2 separate regions of the Sus scrofa genome follow, and region 1 is linked to region 2. Evidence: chromatin contacts called from public Hi-C data. All regions are on one chromosome and are shown on one strand. Each heading gives the region's core, a stretch centred on a gene start, on an enhancer-like site or on the middle of the called end of the contact. The rest is flanking DNA. Distances are from core to core; before and after follow the strand shown.

Region 1 (4,747 bases), core at 1,160-3,659, 220 kb before region 2:
GGAACTCCTAATTTATTTTTTACCTAAGAGCCATCATTCCTTAGCTTTCACTTGTTGAAGAAAATAGTCTTGTCTTCAGTGGTTGATGCCAACATTAACCAGTTAACACTGACAAACTGTATTAACTGAACATTGTTTCCAGTATATGACACACTTCTACACTTCTTTCAGACCAGATTTTAGCTATCATGTCTTTTTATTTTGGGGGACATAAAAGTCATCTTAATTTACAAGAGTTATAATGGAATTAACTTGTGGTTTATAGGAACAGACTTCACAAATAATAAAAGGGAAGAATATGGTCCTGGTGTTCAAGGAAAAGAACATTCTGCTCATCTGGATGCTTCGGGTCCTCCAGTGCCCTCAGTGGTGCCACCATCCCCACCCACAGTGGCCATGGGAGTGCCCAGCGCTGCTGCCTTTCCCTCTGCTGCTTCCATCACTTCCACTGGGGCCGCTTCTGCTTCTTCTGTCCACCTTCCTGTTTCTGCTGCTCATGGCGCTGGATCAACAGCCACGGCTGCTGCTGCACCAGAAGAAATGGTCAGTACAGTAATGCAGGTGCCCCCTTGGGTAAAGGGTTGCAAACTTGTCTGTATATTGGAATTTTGAACTCTGAACATATTTATCGATGGAGAAAAGTCTATATGCTATTTAGGCCAAGCCACAGAAATATTTAATTCTCAAAGTAGCTAAAACATTAATTTGTAGTGAAAATAATACCTGAAAGTTCTATTACAGTAGTGATAATTAAACAAAAATAAAGACCTTTCTCATTTTACATTTTTCAGAAACTAGTCAGGAAAATAGATTTAGAGTTTGTTTTGTATTTTTAAAGGTAATTATTGGGTTCTAGTCAAAGGCCTAGAAGATTAATAGCCCTTTTGTATAATGGCTACAGCTTCCCTTTTCTTGGATGCAGATGTAGCATCATTGCTACTCTGCAGTGACTCCATCTTGATTTTTTAGGTTTTAAATTTTCATAATCAGAACTGTTTTTCCTAGACTCACTAGCTGCTTTTAGAGGAGTACATAGAGGAGGACAGTACTGAATGAGGGTGGAGTATTTGAGGGAGGATTTACCTGAAATGGAACTCATCAAGCTATTCATATGCAGAGAGTTATGGACAAAGCATACCTGCTTCTGACTTCTGGGCTCCTGTTGTTAACCCTGTATTCTTCAGTGTCTCTCAACTGAAGGCCATAGGGATCCAAGCCCAGCTGAGCCAGCTCACCTCTGCAGGGCTCTTCTTTTCAGCTCCATTCTTTTCCCTACTCTAGCTATACTCTGGCACAGAGGTATGTATCATAAAGATGCTAGGGTGACTCTCATATGTTCGTCTCCCTCTCTTCCCCAGCCCTAACCACTCACAGGAGAGGAAAGAAGATGGCAGAGCAGATGTTAGGTCTTAGAGTTACCTGGCAGGCCATTAGAGGGTGCCATAGCGCCAGGTAGCTCTCTGTAGCTGAGGGAGGCGTTGAGTCAGTCAGACAATTAGTCATCTGTAGTGTTCAGGCTGACTTGAATTTCTGCCTTTTGGAAACTACTAACTTTGGGGGAAAATATGTTGAGTTCTGCTATTTTTGCAGATCTCAACGTATTTTTGTTCTTAATTCAAAGAGGTAAAAAAAAACAGGACTTAAGAGAAATTTAGATTATGTGGAGGAGTTTTGATTTAGAAATAAGACACGGAAATTCAACCCTGACATATGTTCAGCTGTGTTTTATTTTTCATGATTACACATTTTGAAGTGTGATTCTATACTGATGATCTCATTTAAATAAACACTGCATGTTATTTAAATTTCTGGTTTGCCATTCATCTTGCATATCCAGATAACATGCAGAGCTAGATTTTTCAAAATTTCCTTCTTGAAGTATGACTATACTATTTGTACATGGGTGTGGAGAAATGAATCTGAACATGCACAGGGAGGACCAAATGAATGAGGGTGCTCACCACCCTTTTTGCTATTTTTTGAAACAATTTGGTCACCTGAGATAATTCTGAAGTCTTTGAAACCGGAAAAAGCCCAATATTGTGTAGACGGCCCTTCTTCCTCCCCAACCCCTCCAACTACATCCTGCTGCTTCAGCAACAGACACATTACTCAGCTGCATTCACGTAAGTTCAGGATTAAGAAGGAAGAAGAATCACAAGTCAGTCACCTCTAAGTGTTTTGCTAGTTTTCTTCCTTCCTTATTTAAAGAAACTACTCAGATTATTCAGCTCACATATGTCCTCCTGTTTTTAAAAAGATCTATAATGATAAAAGCAGGAACAAATAGATTAGTTGGATAACTTACCTTATGTGAAACCGTCACTGCTGGGAACAGGAAGGAAGAGAGATGTGACCCAGGCCTGGCTATCTTTCTCCTCATTTGAATCACAGAGGCTGCCTGTGAACAGTCAAAACTTTACCGTCTTCCTCGGTATTTCTAGTAGCTACAAGGAGATGTGTGTAGAAAGCAAACTGCAGAGAAGCACAAATAACTAGAGAAGAGACCATTACCTCCTGTTGGTAGATCAGAAAATGTCTTCATCTGTAAAATTCCTTCCTTTCTGCAGGCAGACCTCCTCAGCATGTTAAAGAGCAGAATTCCATGGTGGAAAACACTCTTCAAAAATATATTAGGTGGTCATGTAAACAAATGCCCTGTTGGAGTTCACCGTGTTCAACAACAGATGACACTTGCCTGTTTCTAACTCCAGCTGAAACAACTGAGGGACTTGAATTGGATTTTAAGCTGTTTAGTAGTTTCTAACGTTCCTCTTTATCTGAGTGCAAAGGGAAAGTTTACCATTAGTCAGTTGGTGCCCCTCTCCCCGTTCTAGAAATGAGAAAACTGAGGCTTAGAGACGGTCAGGGAACTAGTCAGGGAACAGAACTGCTAACACAGCTGGAATTCAGACTTGGACAGTTCAGAGCCCTGTACTCTCAACCAATGATGTGCGTTGTTTCTCTGTGAAATATTGATATAAATATTGGGGGGTTTATATCATTTCCCCTTTTTTTCTGACTCCTTTTCATCTTTGCCCAGCTACTGTAATTAGTTGATAGTGGCGGGGTGGGGGGATGAGTTACATGTGTGTGTTACTGTTTATGTAAGTGTAACCTTTCTGGAGTATTATCCAGTAGTAGGCAACAAAAGCTGTAAAACCCAGCATTACCTCTGGAGATGGTCATCTGTGTCTTGCAATATCTTCCTCAAATAACTCTCAAAAGGGGAGAGGTTCTTGCTGTGGCACAGTGGGTTAAGAAGCCAACTGCAGGAGCTCAGGTCACTGCAGAGGTGCAGGTTTGATCCCTGGCTCAGTGCAGTGGGTTAAAGGATCTGGCATTGCTGCAGCTACAGCTCAGCTTCAGTCCCTGGCCCAGGAACTTCCATTTCCTTCAAGTGCAGCCATAAAATTTTTAAAAAGAAGAAAAGGGAAATCCTGTTTTCCAAAAATTTACTATATTTAATATGAAAACAACTGGTACAGTTAGATAAACTGCAGTTTGTTGGTATAAAAACCTCTCCTTAAGAATTATAACTGGTCTCTATGAAAAAACGTATATTAATGTCCTAAGAAAAAAAGGACACAAAAAGCATATGCCTAATGATGATTTATGCATAAGGGTCCAAAGAGTTCATAAAACAGATTCATTGTTGCTAAGAATTAGGGACGCTGGGGAGGGAAGACGGTAAGCCTCTAAAGGATGGCACAAGGCCAGTCTTTGTAGTGACGGACTAGTTCTGCATCTGGACTATCCTAACAGCTACAGGAATCAAAGCACGTGATAAAGTGACAGATCTATACCCAGGCGTCATTCCATTGTTTGCTTCCTGGTTTCGATATTGTAATGATGCTATAATTATGTCAGACATAATCATTGCAGGAAACCAGGGGAAGAATACCCGGGACCTCTCTATGCTGTCTTCGCAACCCTCTATGAACCTAAATTACAGAGTAAAAAGTTTTTCCCAAGTTCTTAAAGTTCTATAAAATAGTTTGGTACACCAAGGTTAAAGGGTGTTTGAAGATGCTTGATTTTAGTCTTATGAAATTTTTCTTTGTTAAAGTTATCGGAGTTCTGACTGAGCAGGTTAATAAGAACTCGACATAGTCTCCTTGAGGATGCAAGTTCGATCCCTGGCCTTGCTCAGTGGGCTAAGGATCCAGCCTTGCCGCAGGCTGCAGTATAGGTCCTGGATGCGGCTTGGATTCAGCATTGCCATGGCTGTGGCGTAGGGTGGCAGCTGCAGCTCCAAGTCACCCCTTAGCCCAGGAACTTCCATATGATGTACAATTATTTTAAGTGCTGAATATTTTGAGTTCTAGCACCAAAAATACCAAAAATTTTGCCGTGGATTTTTCTACCAACTGGATCTTTCTGTTTTTTAGTTTGTGCCCAGGGTTGTGACGTCTGCACAACAGAAAGCTGGGAGAACAATCACAGCCCGGATCACAGGGAGATGTGATTTTGCTTCAAAAAATAGAATCAGTAGCAGTTTAGCTATAATGGGCGTTTCTCCTCCCATGAGCTCCGTTGTTGTGGAAAAACATCATCCGGTCACAGTGGTGAGTCTGCATTGGATGACCTTTTGTCAAAGCATCTTTTTCCTGAGAGTTGATGGACAAATTATCGCTTAATGAAATGCTGGGGAGAAAATCAAAACCCATGATATCTGGTATTTTTGCTGCCTTTATATACTTATAATTGTCACACCTGCTCGAAATCTACCTTTTCCTCCTTTAGG
Region 2 (4,941 bases), core at 480-2,979:
ATCAGTTTTTAGGCGTTTTTGGTCCTTTATTAAATTTATAACTTTGAACCATATGATTCAGTTTATCGTAATTTTAAATATTCTCAAAAAAATCAAGATACGGAAAGTACATGTAGAAGAATTAATCTGAAGGTTACTATTGTACTTTGACCAGTAGTAACCTTTGTACCAGCTTTCCAAGTACAGTGCTTGGAAAATGCTACTGACCCCCTCTAGTGGGCAAAAGGTTGTTTTTGTTTGTTTATTTGTTTTAATAAGGAGGAATATTATACCAAAGATATGGTCTCATTACTGTAATATTTTAAAAATATAATAATCTTTGTTCCGTATAGGATGTGTTCAGTAAGTATTTCATTGAACCAAAATGGCATTTTATGTTTATGTAAAACATGTTCAGGAATACTGCTTACAAACTTGCAAATTTGAGAAAGAAAGGGTTTTTTTGCAAAGCAATTGGTGTGAGGGATCTTTAAGCATATATATTGAAAGGAGAAAATATTCCTATAGTAAATGTATTTGAATTCCATGTTAATTAATTTTAGATAGCATTTGGTATTTTCAAAAATTTTATATTGGTGGAGTTCTCTTATGGCACAGCTGGTTAAGGATGCAGTATTGTCACTGTAGTGGCTTGGGTCACTGCTGTGGCACAGGTTCTATCCCTGGCCCAGGAACTTCCACCTGCTATGGGTTTGACCCCCTTCCTCAAAATTATATTGACTGTAAATAAGCTCCAGTTTTTTCTTGTGGAAGAGTGGGATTAAGAAAAAGCCAGCATGCCTTTTAAGTATTATCCGCAAAATCATACCAATGAGATTTTGAAAGCATGTTAAGATTTTTATAAGAACATTCAACAGTGAATATCAGTTGTGACCCATTTCTGTCCTTGGGAATTTGCCTCACCCACCTTCAGAAAGCAGACCTTATGGGTGTAGAAAGTGAAATCCTCAGCTAAGACATAGCCAGTGAGAAATTCCCAGTGCCAGGAAATGTCTGATGAGTTCTTGGGATTGTGACATATAATACTTCAACTCAAGTTATTATCTTTTCTGTTTCATGATGTAATCTCCTGCTATGAACAAAACGTCTTCTTTTAAATAGCTGCTAGACAGAGGAAAAGTAACTTAGAAATTCAGGATAAGTATTGTTGAGCGTTACCTGGTGGGACAGTGGCTTAAGGATCCAGCATTGTCACTGTGGTGACCTGGGTTTGATCCCTGGCTCAGGAAGTTCTGCATGCCATAGGTGTGGCCAAAACAAACAAACAAACAAAAAAAAAAACCAAGATGAGTATTGTTACCTTTGATGTGAACATGTTGAAAGCCAAAACAAATGTCATTTTGCTACTTACAACATTGCTACTTTTCAGAATAATTTTGTAACTATCTTTTAAAATCATTTTTAGCTCCTGTGACAAAGTGTTTTTAAAATATTGATATCTTTGATCATAGATTAGATTTTTGAGAAAAATTCAGGACTAAATCAGAGCCATGTCATGTGAATGAGAGACAATCAAGCTTAATTATACAGTTAGCTATTCCTTTAAAGTAATGAAGTGGTTTTTAAATTTTTATTTTGTCATTCTCCAAAATCATTTTAGATAGCTCCATTTTGTGGCTATATCATAAAATCACTCTAAATATTGTGACATCAAGAATCTTTTATGCAGGAGTTCCCGTTGTAGCGCAGTGGTTAACAAATCTGACTAGGAACCATGAGGTGGCAGGTTCGATGTCCTGGCCTTGCTCAGTGGGTTAAGGATCCGCCGTTGCCGTGAGCTGTGGTTTAAGTTGTAGATGCGGCTCGGATCCCAAGTTGCTATGGCTCTGGCGTAGGCTGGCGGCTACAGCTCCAATTACACCCCTAGCCTGGGAACCTCCATATGCTGTGGGAACGGCCCAAGAAAAGGCCAAAAAAAAAAGAATCTTTTATGCAATGTAGTGTCATTGGCAGAATTACAGACATTTCCAGAATGACCAGTTTTTTAAACAGTGAAGATTCATTTGCATGCGCATGTGTATATTTGCTAAGCATTTTATTTATTTATTTTAAACATTTAAAGTTACCTCAGTGCAGTTGGGGTGACAGATGAACCCCCATTGTTTAAATTGAATAAAACGGAATTGATGTTCATGAATATACTGTATTTTCTTTTTCTTTGGAGTGATGTATATAATGAGATTTATTTAAGTGAAACTTTATTAGAGGTAGAAATACAATAAACTCTCAGCCTCAGTATTCATTTATTATCCATTACTTAAAATGTATGGCAACATCAGTATTGCTATAGTAGAGTCTTTTGTTCTATGATATTGTAAGGAGATATTACTGTTTTGAAATAACCCTGAAAAAAAAGGGGGGGAGGATGTAAGAAGTATTTTTTTTTTTTTTGTAGTCAACATTTAGTAAAGCTTCGTAGCATATATATTTTAAGATCTTAAAGTTGGGGAGGGCATTTGTTTTACTTTGTCTTTTGTCTTTTTAGGGCTGCACCTCGGCATGGGGAGATTCCTAGGCTAGGGGTCGAATCGGAGCTGTAGCTGCCGGCCTATGCCACAGCCACAGCAACGCCAGATCCAAGCTGCATCTTCGACCCACACCACAGCTCATGGCAACACCAGATCCTTAATCCACTGAATAAGGCCAGGGATCGAACCTGCAACCTCATGGTTCCTAGTCTGATTCATTTCTGCTCGCCACAGCAGGAACTCCCCAGATCTTAAAAGTTTTAATTTACTCTCCTTAGGACTCGTTGATATAAAGCAGGTAAATGGAGAGGGTAGATTCATTTGGATTTGAATTTCAAATTGTTAGGTGTAAATATTTTTCAAATAAATATCCAGGATTTGTTTTTAATATTATAAAATTTTGATTGTAAATTATGGGCTGGTTTTGTATTTAAATGGTTAGTCCAGATTAATTTCTGTTCAGAAATGAATGACATATAGGTGTCTGAAATAAGTGACTTTGAAGTACATTGTATTTTTAGTCTCTAGATAGGTTTTTATTTTTTTTAACAAGAATTTTTATTTTATATTAGAGTTGATTTGTAATGTTGTATTAGTTTCAGGTGTACAGCAAAGTGATTCAGTTTATATATATATATATTTATTCTTTTTCAGATTCTTTTCCAATATAAATTATTACAGAATATTGAGTAGCGTTCGTTCCCTGTGCCATACTTGTTGGTCCTTCTTGGTCGTCTGTTTTTTTGGGTTTTTTTGTAGGGCTGCAGCAGTGGGCACATGGAAGTTTCCAGGCTAGGAGTTGAATCGAAGTTGTAGCTGCCGCCTATGCCACGGCCACAGCATGCAAGATCCGAGCCACATCTGCAATCTACACCACATCTCATGGCAACCCTGGATCCTTAACCCACTGAGCAAGGCCAGGTGTTGAACCTGCGTCTGCATGGATACTAATCAGGTTTGTTACCACTGAGCCACGACAGGAACTCTTGTCATAAATTTTATATATAGTAGTGTGTGTATGTTAATCCCAAACTCCTAATTTATTCCTCCTCTCCACTTTTGCCTTTGGTAACCATTAGTTTTCAAAGTCTGTGAGTCTGTTTCTGTTTTGTAAATAAGTTCTTTTGTAAACTTTTTTTTTTTTTTTAGATTGTATATGTAAGTGTTACCGTATGACATTTGTCTTTGACTTCACTTACTGTGATAATTTCTAGGTCCATCCATGTTGCTGCAAATGGTATTATTTCATTCTTTTTTATGGCTGAGTAATATTTCATTATATATATGTACCACATCTTCTTTATCCATTCCTCTGTCAGTGGACATTTAGGTTACTTCCATATCTTGGCTATTGTTCAGTCTTCTATATTTAAAACTAATGAAAAACTTTACCAGCCAGTACAACAATTAAAATGTAGAAACACTCTATTTAGAAAGTTAGCATTATTGTGGAATGAGAAGAAACTAAAGCCATTTCAGTTAAGGTACCTGGCTCAGTACTTTTGTTCCATTATTTCATAAGAATTCTCACTTTTTTATGTACTGTATGATTACTGTAATTAGAATTCTCTTTTGGTGGGATTCTGTTATATTGAAACAAGCTTAACTTTTTTACTTTAGCTACATTTTGAAGTACAATTTTTAAAATGGATCCATTTTAACTGCACACTTTGATAATTGTAACCTATACTCCCCAAAATACCTCTTTGTAGTTCATGCCCTCAGTGCACCCTGGTCTGCTTACTTTTCTCATTTAAGGTAATTTTTTGAAGTGTAATTTATATACAATGTATATAGGTTTCCTGACACCAAAATACCTACTTCATCAGTAAAACATTGCTTTGCCTAGAAATACAGAGTGATGTACAGTAATGAGTGGAGAAGAGCTTTAATTCCATCTAGTGTTAGGTTTATATGCAATTTATTAGTAAATTCAGAATTAAGAACATGTTGGGTACCTTTTACAGATAAATTGTTTTTTATAAAAGCAAGCATTAAAAGTATGACAATTTTACATTGAATCTTTGTGACTAGTATGTACTGGAAGTTTGAATTTTAAAAAGCTGCACTAGGAGTTCCTGTCGTAGCTCAGCGGAAACGATTCTGACTAGCATGCAAGAGGATGCAGGTTTGATCCCCTGGTCTTGCTCAGTGGGTTAAAATAAAGATCGTTAAGGATCCAGCATTGCCGTGAGCTGTGGTGTAGGTTGCGGACGCATCTTGGATCTGGCGTTGCTGTGACTGTGGTATAGGCTGGCAGCTGCAGCTCCGATTAGATCCCTAGCCTGGGAACTTCCATATGCCATGGGTGTGACCCTAAAAAAAATAAATGAATAAAAAATAAAAATAAACTGCACTAAATGTAATACCAAAAATGATTAGCTATTATTTTACCTCTTAAGTTTAGTGACTAGGATTAAAATTATGCACAGTACTTTAAAAAAAAAAAAAAACAGTAAAAAGTAATCAGAGA

What was found. A called contact is a pair of places that touch in the nucleus more often than the background predicts.
Region 1: a Hi-C map of omental adipose tissue shows a contact between it and region 2, with 2.5 times the contacts expected there. The contact joins two enhancer-like sites. A contact is called at or near these places in 1 of 5 promoter capture datasets (liver), 24 of 47 Hi-C or Micro-C datasets (adipose tissue, alveolar macrophages, brain and 13 more) and 1 of 2 datasets of contacts at active chromatin or transcription factors (skeletal muscle).

What each region holds. Positions count from the first base shown.
Region 1 is chr2:84,693,148-84,697,894 of Sscrofa11.1, reverse strand. POC5 (centrosomal protein POC5) reads left to right here. Exons shown (of 13, transcript XM_005661493.3): 11 at 266-543; 12 at 4,392-4,568. Among named protein-coding and RNA genes, the nearest start is that of POC5, 35 kb to the left of the region's middle. Within about 2 kb of position 2,409, at least 7 of the 83 cell types and tissues checked have an H3K27ac peak or open chromatin away from gene starts, as enhancers often do. A contact at or near this core is called in omental adipose tissue, where this site is marked.
Region 2 is chr2:84,476,554-84,481,494 of Sscrofa11.1, reverse strand. The region is part of intron 4 of COL4A3BP (collagen type IV alpha-3-binding protein); the gene reads left to right. Among named protein-coding and RNA genes, the nearest start is that of COL4A3BP, 59 kb to the left of the region's middle. Within about 2 kb of position 1,729, at least 1 of the 83 cell types and tissues checked has an H3K27ac peak or open chromatin away from gene starts, as enhancers often do. A contact at or near this core is called in omental adipose tissue, where this site is marked.